2 separate regions of the Mus musculus genome follow, and region 1 is linked to region 2. A link is a contact called in public Hi-C data. All regions are on one chromosome and are shown on one strand. The core of a region is the stretch at or near the end of the contact, and the rest is flanking DNA. Distances in the headings are between cores, read along the strand shown.

The links. Hi-C and Micro-C count contacts between places; a contact is called where the count stands out from the background.
Region 1: a Hi-C map of adipose-derived mesenchymal stem cells shows a contact between it and region 2, with 2.0 times the contacts expected there. The contact joins two enhancer-like sites. A contact is called at or near these places in 3 of 484 Hi-C or Micro-C datasets (Sertoli cells, adipose-derived mesenchymal stem cells and uterus).

What each region holds. Positions count from the first base shown.
Region 1 is chr19:43,306,427-43,311,917 of GRCm38.p6, reverse strand. The region is part of intron 2 of Hpse2 (heparanase 2); the gene reads left to right. Among named protein-coding and RNA genes, the nearest start is that of Hpse2, 79 kb to the left of the region's middle. Within about 2 kb of position 2,322, at least 2 of the 459 cell types and tissues checked have an H3K27ac peak or open chromatin away from gene starts, as enhancers often do. A contact at or near this core is called in adipose-derived mesenchymal stem cells, where this site is marked.
Region 2 is chr19:43,153,818-43,160,010 of GRCm38.p6, reverse strand. All of the region lies in intron 3 of Hpse2 (heparanase 2), which reads left to right. Among named protein-coding and RNA genes, the nearest start is that of Hpse2, 230 kb to the left of the region's middle. Within about 2 kb of position 4,195, at least 11 of the 459 cell types and tissues checked have an H3K27ac peak or open chromatin away from gene starts, as enhancers often do. A contact at or near this core is called in adipose-derived mesenchymal stem cells, where this site is marked.

The DNA.
Region 1 (5,491 bases), core at 1,073-3,572, 150 kb before region 2:
TTGATAGGCTTCCTTGATCTCTAGCTGTCCTAAGTGTTCTGCATATAGCTACCAGAGTTATTTGAGAGAACGGACTTCAGTAGGCCACTTCTTTGGTTCAAGCTTCTGATATCTCTTCAAAGCATGAAAGGTAAAAACTCAAACCCTGTGTTTGTTCCTAACCTGTTTTTCAGCTTCCTTTCCACTTGTCTATGGTAAGAGCCTTATATTCTAAATATGATGGCAAAGGGTGAGCAGGAAGCAGTGTTAGGGAAGGCTGAAAATGTATGTCTTGTATTCATATTTAGACTTGTGCTTACTCTTAGCAAAAAGCCACCTCCTTCATATATATGCTCTCTCATTATCCCCTCTCTGTTTATATATTAAAGTTCTTATTACATTGTTTTAGTATTTTCTGTTCTCACATGTTTCTATGGTATTTGTTTTAGTTTCAACCACATTTGTTCACATTTTTATTCCTTGTATTTAATATATTTGTTATAGGACTAATATATTATCATTAATAATCAGCATGTATAATGAACTCTTTTCTTCAAAGCCTCATCCTTTCTGTGCTAGCTCTCTAGGTCCCCTGAGGCTGCCACTAGGAGGCTCCAAAACCATCCACATGAGAAAACTTGGTTTGCTTCCAGGTTAGGCAAAGATCTGATGATGCTCCACAAAGCCTTATAAAATTTTAGATACCTAAATCTTTTCTATCTTTCAAATTCTCTACTTTTTGATTTTGTTGTCCTCAACTTTGGATTATACATTTCTATTTGGTGAACTTATGTTAACACAATGATAAGCCAGAAATATTAATATTCTGCTCATAGCCTGCTTACCCAGCCATGGAAAGCTAATTCTCCAAGAAGGTAGTAATGAGCAGAGTGGAGGTTCGGTGAACCTATTCATTCAAATGTCTACATGAAGGGTAATTCTTACTCTTTTCTTTACTTATCATTCATTTAACTTCCAAGGCATTTAAAAAATAGTATTTTAGTAATTCTTTGAGAATTATTGAATTTCATAGCATGTATTCTGACCATATTCATCTTCCTACCCTAACTCTTCCAATTTTCTCTCCTAAATCCCTACTCACCCAACATTTCCAACTTCTAAAGGATCTTTAGTATATTAGATTCCAATAGAAATTACCACAAAAGATTATTGCTGCTCAGTTATCAAATATGCCAAACCATTGGCCATATTTTGCATTTATGACTACTATTTTAGTGCAGCTGATAATAAACCATTACCAAGAAAGGAGTCTTTCTGCAATGCTCTTAGAACTGGGGTAAATCTACGACTTCTGAACATTTTGATTCTTTATTGTTTGAAGATGATGAATGTAAAAGAAAAAATGCACAACTGTATTAACCATGCATCTTTTAACTTTTTAAAAAATAATGTAAATTTGCATGCTTCGTGGAATTTTTCTTTCAGTTCTTCAGACCACAAAAATAATTCTCTTTTTTCTAAGTTCAGAACAAATATAACTGAATATTATATTTAAAAGAATGTTTTCTGGGGCCTGGAGAGATGACTCAGAGGTTAAGAGCCCTGGCTGCTCTTCCAGAGAATGTGGGTTCAATTGCAAGCATTCAAATGGCAGCTCACAACTGTCTATAACTACAGTTCCAGAGGATCTGACATCCTCACACAGACATATATGCAGTCAAATCACCAATGTACATAAAATAAATAAAAAATAAAAGAATGTGTGTTGATGTACTCATGGTATTTACACAATGGGTCTATGGATCCTCGGAGTTTGGTTTAGAATGCCCAAAGACACCCTGAGTTCAACCAACAGATGTCTTCATTTTACCTAGCCTGATTATGTACCTGCTCTTGTCTCAGCCCATTTTTTTTTTTCATAATGGGTTGTTACCAGCTTTATATGTCAGTGCTGACATGTATGGTTTATTATAGTCCTTTTATTTATCACTTTCGTGGAAAACATCATGAGCCAAAGAAAATATCTTAGTGAATGGAATCTCAGAAATTGCAGATGAAAGAAATAAAGCAGTTCTGATAATCATTTTTTGTTTAGATTAATACTAGATCCAGATCTTCAGGTTGCTTGGATATGAGGACTATTTACTAGTATACAGATGACAAATCAGAGCTGTGGTCAACACAGTGGGGCAGGCCCTAGAGACAGCTCACAGAGGAATGATGTATGCGTATTAGTGGTACGATGACTCTGCTGCATGCCTGAGCATCAGACACAGTTGTGAATATTTTTATGAACAGTCTTGAAATGAAACTGATTTCTTCATCTGGGAATGATGCAGAAGAACTGGAGAAATAATGCAGATGAGAGAGAGAGTGAGAGCGAGAGAGAGAGAGAGAGAAAGCTTCAGAAGAGACTTAAATATTCATGGACATCTGCCAAGTATCCATATATATTTGCATACATTTAGTACAAGTAGAAAAAATACTTACTGAGTTTGATTCTGTCAGAGGTCATTTATTCTGTTGGATGATATAATTAATCCAAAGAGCATCAGCAGTTAGGAGGCCTAGGTTCTAATCTTTGCTTATAATGAAAATCACTAAAACTTCTGAAAATTCTCTTTACATCAACTTCCAATTTTTTTTTTTTTTTTGGTTTTTTGAGACAGGGTTTCTCTGTGTAGTCCTGGCTGGCTGTTCTGGAACTCGCTCTGTACACCAGGCTGGCCTCGAACTCAGAAATCCGCCTGCCTCTGCCTCCCAAGTGCTGGGATTAAAGGCGTGTGCCACCACGCCCGGCCCATTTCTTCTTTTTTTTAAATTTATTTTTATTTTCTATTTATTTGTTTAGGTTTTTTTGGGTGGGGAAGTGTTTCTCCATATAGCCTTGGCTTTACTGGAACTTGCTCAGTAATGCTAGGCTGGCCTTGAATTCAGAGATCCATCTGTTTCTTCCTTTCTAGTGTAGGGATTAACGGCATGCACCGCCACCCCTTGGTTAACCTTCATTTCTTTCTCTGTGAAACAGGAAGGTGTTTACTGCTTTACCTTTATCTCTAGAGCAGAAGCCAGGGAAGTATACTTTCAGATCAAAATTGGTCACCATCTGTCTTATTAAAGATCTGTTGGAGCATAGCCACACCCATTCATTTATATACTATCTATGACTGCTTTTGCATTACAATAGCAGAGGTGAGTGGCTGAAGCAGAGTATCAGATGCAAAACCTAAAATACTCACTGTGTGACTATAAAAGGTTTACCAACCAACCACTGCTCTAGAAAATATTTGAAACAATGGGATTTTCAGTTGTTGAGATTGAGTATGTTTCTGGTGGTGGTGGGAGGTAAGAATTATAGGTGTTCTGGAGGACAGCTAACGAACTGTGGTGTCTGAAATCCCATTAGATTTCTTCTTTTTTTTTTTTAAATTAACTTATTTATTTACTTTATATCCTAATCGCAGCTATTCTCCCTCCTCTCCTCCCAGTCCCACCTTTACAAATCCCTCCCATTCTCCTCACAATACAGTAATCCCCCTTGGGTACCCCCCCCCCCCGGGGGCATCAAGTCCCAGAAGGACTAAGCATATTCTCTTCCACCTAGGCCCAACCAGGCAGTGCAGTTAAGGGAAGGGAGGGTCCAACAGAATCAGAGACAGTGCTTGCTCCAATTGATAGGGGACACACATGAGACCAAGCTGCATATCTGCTCCAAGTGTGTAGGGGGCCTAGGTCCAGCCACTGCATGCTCTTTGATTGGTGGTTTAGTCTTTGTGAGCCCCCATGGGCCCAGGTTAGTTGACTATGTAGGTCTTCTTCTTGTGTCCTTGATCCCTTTGGCTTGCTCAATTCTATCACCAGTTCTTCCACAAGACTCTCCAAGCTATGTCTGTTGTTTGGCTGTGGTTTTCTGCATCTGTTTCCATCCACTACTTGATGAAACCTCTCAGGAGACTGTCATACTAGGTTCCTGACAGCATGCATAGCAGAGAGTTGTTAATAGTGAGTGTTAAGGGTTGGCTCTCTCCAATGGGATGGGTCTCATGTTTGGGCAATCACTGGTTGGCTCTGCTCCATCTTTATTTCTTGGTCTCTTCTTACAGGCTGGTCTCCATTAGATTTCTTATCACTAACCATCGATTTGGGTTATAAGAAGAGCTATATCAAATGTTTTAGAGCATTAAGACATCAGTTTCTTATTTTTTTTTTTAAGAGACAGACAGTATTGGCTGTCCTGGAGCTTGCTCTGTACACTAGGCTGGCCTTGAACTCCAAGATCCATCTGAAGGTTAGGATTTCTATTTAACCATTGTTCCTAATCTGAGGAAATGGTATCCACCGAGCAATGTATTATTTGTTATAATTAATGATGAAATATCATAAGTGTTCTACTTAAAGTCAGGAAGAATCCAACAATGTCTTGAGATCACTTTTTATATTTGGGATCCTACCTATCTAGCATCATAAGGTCATCTACTGTGAATGGTCTGAGAATTTTATCTTACTTGTAGACTAACAGAGGAGAGCTTATCAGCATTTCTTGGCTACTTGCAGGAAATGTGAGATTCCTATGCCATAGAAAAATGATCTTATTTTTACAGCAAGCATAACTGACAAAATAATCATTGCTTTGCAGTAGGTTTCTGAGTCCCAATTCCCACATAGCAACAAGAACACTAGATGGTTATCTTAATGCATTTTGTACTACTATGACATCAGATAATTTGTAATGAATAAAAACTTGTTGGCTCACAGATGAAGGCTGAGAAGTTTATTATCAAAGTGTTCTTATATATTGAGGACCCTTTTCTCCTGTGATAACAGGATAGAAATCTTTACACAGTGGGAGGACAAAGAGAATACTCAAGGAAAACTAGAGAATATGAGGGAGAAAACCACTAAACCACTACTGTTGGAATTCATGGCTGTTTGAAATCATGAAGAAAGAATCCATGATGATTTATTTATTATGTATACAATGTTCCAAATGCATGTATGCCTACTGGCCAGAAGAGGGCACCAGATCTTATATATGGACACCATTTCTGTGTTTGCTGGAGATTGAACTCAGGACCTTTGGGAGAAAAGCCAGTGCTCTTAACCTCTCAGCCAGCCTCCAGCCCAAATTCATAACTCTTTTACTATTGCTTTATTTCATTGTGGCTCTGCATAAGAATAGTCAGTAATAATCATGTTACAGACTCAGTGTTGTTTCTATCAAAGAAATTAATTCATTATTTTAAAATTTAGCCTCAGGCAAGTTCTTAGGACACAGACAGAAGGCAATCAAATTCTTTGCAAAAGCTGGGCATGGTGGTGTACACCTTTAATCCCAGCACTCAGGAGACAGAGGCAGGCAGATTTCAGAGTTCGAGGCCAGCCTGGTCTGCAAAGTGAGTTCCAGGACAGCTAGGGCTATACAGAGAAACCCTGTCTCGAAAAAACAAACAAAAAAATTCTTTGCAAAAATATCATATGAGTAGGTTCTATAATGGTTTCAGTTGCTAATAGAGACCTCCTTTTCCTCTGAAACGTTATGAACCATGCCTTT
Region 2 (6,193 bases), core at 2,946-5,445:
TAGCACAAATATAAGAACCCCCAAGGAACTACCAGGGGACTTATCTGCATTTTCTGTTTTGCTCTGTATATGTGTGTATGAAACATACATACATGCATACACACACACACATACATACATGCATACACACATACATACATGCATACACACACACACAAATGCACACACACAAGCACATGCACAAATGCGCATCCGCATATGCTATGTGTGTATGCTATGTGTATGCTATATGTATATGCTGTGTGTATGCTATATGTATATGCTTTTAAACTAAAAAACTCAGTGTACATATTTCAGAGCAAAATGAGGAAACAGAGGTAAGAAATGCTGAGCTAGAATATAATGATAGAAAATAATCTAAAAGAGAACAAACAGGATGGACAGAATGAACAGATGGATGACGTATGAAAAATAGAGAGGAAATGACACGAAGGGAGCCCTGGCAAGTATAACTCCCACAACCAAGCTAATACCCTGTTACTAGAACCTCAGAGAGGAAACTATGGCCATCAAGTATGTGATGCTAAGAGATGTGAACTTACAGACTGAAGAAGCTGAGTGAACTTCAAACACAACTAGTGTAAATTAATCCATACCAAGAATAACATAATTAAACTTCTGAAAAGTAAAAAAATAAAATAAAAAAGCAACTAACAAAAATAATCCTTTACTGACAAAGAAAGACAGCTCAAGACCCAGCAGATTTCTCATTAGAAACCCTGAAGGCCAGAAGGAGAGGCACACTGTTTTTCAAGGACTGAATGACCAGAACTGTCATCCCAGAGTCCTATTCTCCATGAGCATATAGTCTGGGGATAAAGGAGTAGTCATGACATTCTCAACCAAGGAAAATGAAGACAGTGTATTGCTAGTACAGCTATGTTAGAACAATGGCTAAGGAAATTCTCTAAATAGAACAAAATGCTAAAAAGTGGAACTTGAAACATTAAGAGTGGAGAATGTAAACAAAAAATGTAGGTAAATACAATAGTCATTTCTTCTCTGAAGTCTTAAAACTATTTTGACAGTTAAAACAAATGTATAATAAGTCTGATGTGGTTCTAAATGAAGTTAAAGTACTTAAAACAATTACAATAGATGATGGTAAAGGCTTGTGAAGAGAGAACTATTTCTATCTTTGATTGGATGGTATGATGATAACATCAGCAAACTGTCATAAATTGCATATGCATGATATAATACCTAGATAAACCACTAAAAAGAAGTGTGGAGAGATAACATATCTATGCTTTAAAATACCACAATAGGGAGGTCTGGTGCGGGGTTGGGGGCATCCTCTTGAAGAAGGGCTAGGAGGAATGGGATGAGGAACTGTGTGAGGGCAGGCCTGCAGGGGGAGCAACAACTAGACTGTAAAAAAATGAAAGTAATAAAAAATAAAAAAATTGTTTAACACAAAAGATTAAAAGTAAAACAGAAGAATAAAAATGGAAAAAACTAGTGAAAGATGGAAGATTTAAGTCATAAGATATATTGATAAATATAATAATTAAAAGATAGAAAATGGGCAAGTGGCCTGAAATATGACCCAAAAATATATTGTCTTTAGAAACGCAAACTTGACAAATACAAGTCAAAAGTACAAAAGTTAAGTCAAAACTACAAGAACAGCAAAAATATACCATGAAATAATTGTTCAGAGAAACTTGGGTGAATCTATAATAGTAAAAAAGAAAATTTTAATGCAGAGATTTGCCAGAAACAGAAGTCAGAGTGATAAGACAACCAGGGATAGTACAACACCATTGCTATTCTATGCAGAGGGCTCAATTCAGCAAGAACCTACAGCCATCCTAAATATAGATGCGACAAATAATAAGGCTTTAGATACATGAAATAAAACCTGACAACTAAAATGTGAGATCTATTAGTTCACAATTGTAGTTGGGGAGATGAGCATCTGCCCTTCAGCAGTTGATAAAAGCCAAGATAGAATCACCAGGTCATAGAATTCAATAACATTGCAGCCAAAGCTTCCTATTAACAATTACAGGCTCCTCCACCTTACGACAGAGAGCATTCTGGCTTATGAGGCTCAAAGACAAGCTACTAAAATAAACAAATTCCTTGGCCATGAAACAAAATTTGCAAATCTAAAAAATTGAAATCACACAGAATGGTTATTTAATTACAATAGAAATAAAGTCATCAATAGCAAAAAGATAGGCAAATATTAAAAGCCTGGAAACCAATAAAAATATTTTAACAATTCATGAGATAAAGAGGACATTTAAGGGAAATAATAAATTATTCAAAATGAAGTAATAAAATAATAGTAATAAAACAAATAATAAAAGTAAGAACAGAAATCAATGAAATCTAAAACAAAACAACAGATAAAAATCGGTGAAAGCAAAATTGATTCTTTGAAAAAGTCAATTAAATTGATAAATCAGCAAGACAGAAAAAGAAAATTTTACGTATATAAGTTATACATCAGGATGATTAGAGTGCCTTTAGCCCTCCACACCCCAGCCGTCACACTCCAGGCTCACAGACATCAAAACTTTAATAAGGGAATGCTTGTTATTGAGTGTGTGTGTGTGTGTGTGTGTGTGTGCACGCACGCTTGCATGGGCCATGTCACAGTGTGTCTGTCTATCTGTGGAGGTCAGAGAGCAGGTTCTAGAGTCTGTTCTCTCATTCTACAAGTTCCAGGGCTTGAACTTAGATGGTTAGGCTGAGCAGCAAGAACCTTTACCTCACTGAACTATCTTGCTGGACCTTACATGACATCCTTTAAAAACGATTACATTTTTACGAACTCCTCATCATTTCATATATGTATCCGGTGTATTTCAATCATATTTACCCCACTCTTCCCCTGAGTCCCTTCAGATTGACTCCACCCACACCCAACTTCATGACGCATTTTCCCCCTTATTTTTTTAAGGTTGTCTCAGGTTCTGTTACTGTAGTCACCTTCATTACCTTCTCTGTTCCCCACACCTGAGATGCCATCCTTGGGGATCATTAAAAGGCAATAGTTATCTGAGCCAACTTTTTTCCTGTGATAAAACACCTGAGATAAGCAGCTTCTATGGAAAAGGGCTCTCTCTTCAGTCCAGTGTCCTCAGCGTCGAACCTCGAAGCCACTAATAGAGGTATACATGCATTAAACACTTTGTCATAGGGTCTAAACGGAGGTGTTCTGCACGTCCTTCAGATAGACATGGGATTTTGATACAGTATCAAACATTTAAACATTTTTAAATTTCACCAAGAATTTTATAGTGATTACTTATTGAAATGTTTTAAATACATATCCTATATTTAGCTCTTACAGCTGATCAGCACACCAGTCTTCCCCATGAACTGTCACCTACTAATTTGTAATCACTAACATTTGCCTTAAAAGAAGAACAGGGCAAGAGTTGACAGAACAATGTGGAAGATACTTGCTTAGAAAGATTTCATCACAAGGCACTGGCTTCAACTCCTGGGGAAGAGACTTTGAAAAGAGAGTCTGTGCTGATAAGTGACGTCACGATTGGGCAAAGAAGTGTGTGCTAATGAACCATGCAAAGCTCCAGTCACTAAACTTGGGGTTTACAGATGCGTTTTTATGGATCCTTATTTACCATGAACATTTAGATGGTAATTGGAGCACAAATCGTCTGTTAAAATAGTTACTCCAGCTCTCCCCTGACCGCCGTAATCGTGTGGTAATCCCCCCTCTGGCCTTTTCCAGCTGTCTGTCCCTTATTCAGAGAGAGGCCAGCTTTCCCTCTGCTGCTGTGAGTGAAGGCTGAGCCTTAATGTGTGGCCACTTACATAGCTTCTCAGCTTTCTCGTCAGAAAAGAAGCCAGAGCATTTTATATGACCACTGGCTTCTCCAAGTGTGGAGTAGTAACTCTGTCCACTCTCCGAGCAGATGCTCCCACTAACAATGATGACACGAGTAAATAATCCCAGTTCCAGAGTCCTTACTGCATGCCAGGATCTGTGCTGAGTGTATAACCAACCTTAGTCCCTTTAACCCTTTCAACAAGCACAAAACAGATTCCAATTTACAGCTAAGGGGGCTGAGATTAAGAAGGAGGAAAAAAAAATACCCCTGGTCACTCACGGCGAACCCTAATGGAGCCTGGTTTAGAAGGACGCATGTAGGAGCGCAGAGCTTACATGCTGAGCTGCTGTGCCAGATCACCTCCCTTGACCAGAATTCCTATGTGTTGACTGTCAGAAAATGTCATCCAAATATTCTACTGGCAGCTGGATGAAGCTGTGAGCAGCAGGAAAGGCAAATTCTCTTGAGAGGGAGATGACCGCTGTACTCAAGAGGAGTCTATGCTGTCTGCCTGAATTGCTTGTGCCTCTGGGGCTCAAAGAGGAGACTGTGATTATTTAAGTTGAGAATTCATTCTGTTCAAAATAAAATTCTTATGGATAGAGTTTTCACTATTTTTAGTTCAATTCAGTTTTTATGGGAAGTTTAATCTAATTTAATTCAATTATATGAAATGTTAGTAAAAGATGTTCTGGAAGTTAGAATGGAACATATGACCCAAGGGAGGTGGGTAAGTTAGGAATAAAGTGTCTGACTGTGCGGGCTGTTAAACACTAGGCAGTATTGTGTAAGCGCAGAAAAATCCTCAGGGTCAGCTAGATTCGTGCCTCCAGAGGTAGCTGAGGTGAGACTCTCTGAAGGAGGATTTGCCTTCCCCTGTGATTATTATTCTTAATTAACTTGTTTAAACCACTGTATCAGCTTAGGACTTTTGAGTAGCAGAGACTAGACGGGGATTAAGTTCTATCTTGAGAAATATCTGTGCAGAGTAAAGGGGAGGAAAGCACAGTGGGCAGCAAGAGTCTCCAGCTGGAGATGTAGACACTTGAGAAAGGAATAGCAGATGGGAAGAGGGTTTGGCAGAAGAGCCTTGGGCTGCATCACAACTCTGAGGAAGTCTTGTCCAGGGAAGTCATTAAGCAGACGTTCCCTAGTAGAGAAATCATGCATATGGGATGGTGAGCTGGGCTACCTCTACTGCCCCTATAGTGCTCTGCCATCCAGTGTTTAGTGGGAGAGGTTCCGGTAGTGAACTGCAGAGCAACTGGAGGTGTAACAGCAGATGGCACACCCATCTGAGAGCTATGTTTTAGCAGCAGGTTCTCTTCAAGGGACCTCCAAGCAGGGTATGTCCCGCATCTGCTGTATTTATGGTCTTGCCAAACTAGAGTACTTTCTTAAAATTTACTGCAGTATCAATTGAACCAAAAAGCAAACTTTGCTTTCCCATAGTGTTTTCTTTTAAAACTAACTGCCCACTTTCAAAGAACATTTTCTATAAAAATCCCTCATTTTTCCCTCCTAGACATCATATTCAACTGTGGACTCTTTTCCTTTGGAATACAGGCAAATTGCCATTTGTATTTCTAATTTTTTTCACATGTGTGTGTGTGCAGTTCTGTGCTTGTGTGTTAAAAGCCTGAGCTTGCCATCAGGTCCTCCTTGATATTTTTCTACCTTGTATTTTGAAACAGGATCTCTCCCAGGACCCAGAGCTCATCAGTTCAACTTCTTTGGCTAGCCACCTTGTCGGGAGGTGTCATCTTCACCTCCAAAAGTAATGCTGCTGTTACAGCAGGCTATCAGCCACATGCATCTGGCTCTGTGTTGTTTGTTGATTCCGAAGCAAGTCATTGCTCATCTTAATGCTTCCCTATTTTGTTGGCTTCAAATCTTTATGTAGATAAAAGCTGAAAGAGCTCACATACTGTCCCCCCATCCCTTTCCTTTAAACATTGATAATCTAATATTACTGCTAATTTCGTTTCTTGCTAATACATTTAAAATGTAATACATTATATTGTTCTTCACTCTATTGTATTGACTCAGCCCCCTCATATTTACATTCTTTAATTGTATCAGTGACTGTCTGTTCTCTCTGCCTCTAGACTTGTCACTAGTTCACTTTCTGTGAGTTACCAACCATAGACTCACTACAGAGACCACCAGTGACTTACTGGCAGAAACTGCATTAAAAAGTACCAAATCGATTTAATAAAGTGGAAGTTGTAGGCTCCCTAACAAGTCATGACTTCACTAGACTGGGGTTTGTGGCTATATTTTGTGGAGCCCAGACCCATCTGACACATCTACAAGATAACTAATCTGAGGTTCATCTGAGGTTCAGGGATCATTGTGAAGAACAAGGCAGAAAGACTGTG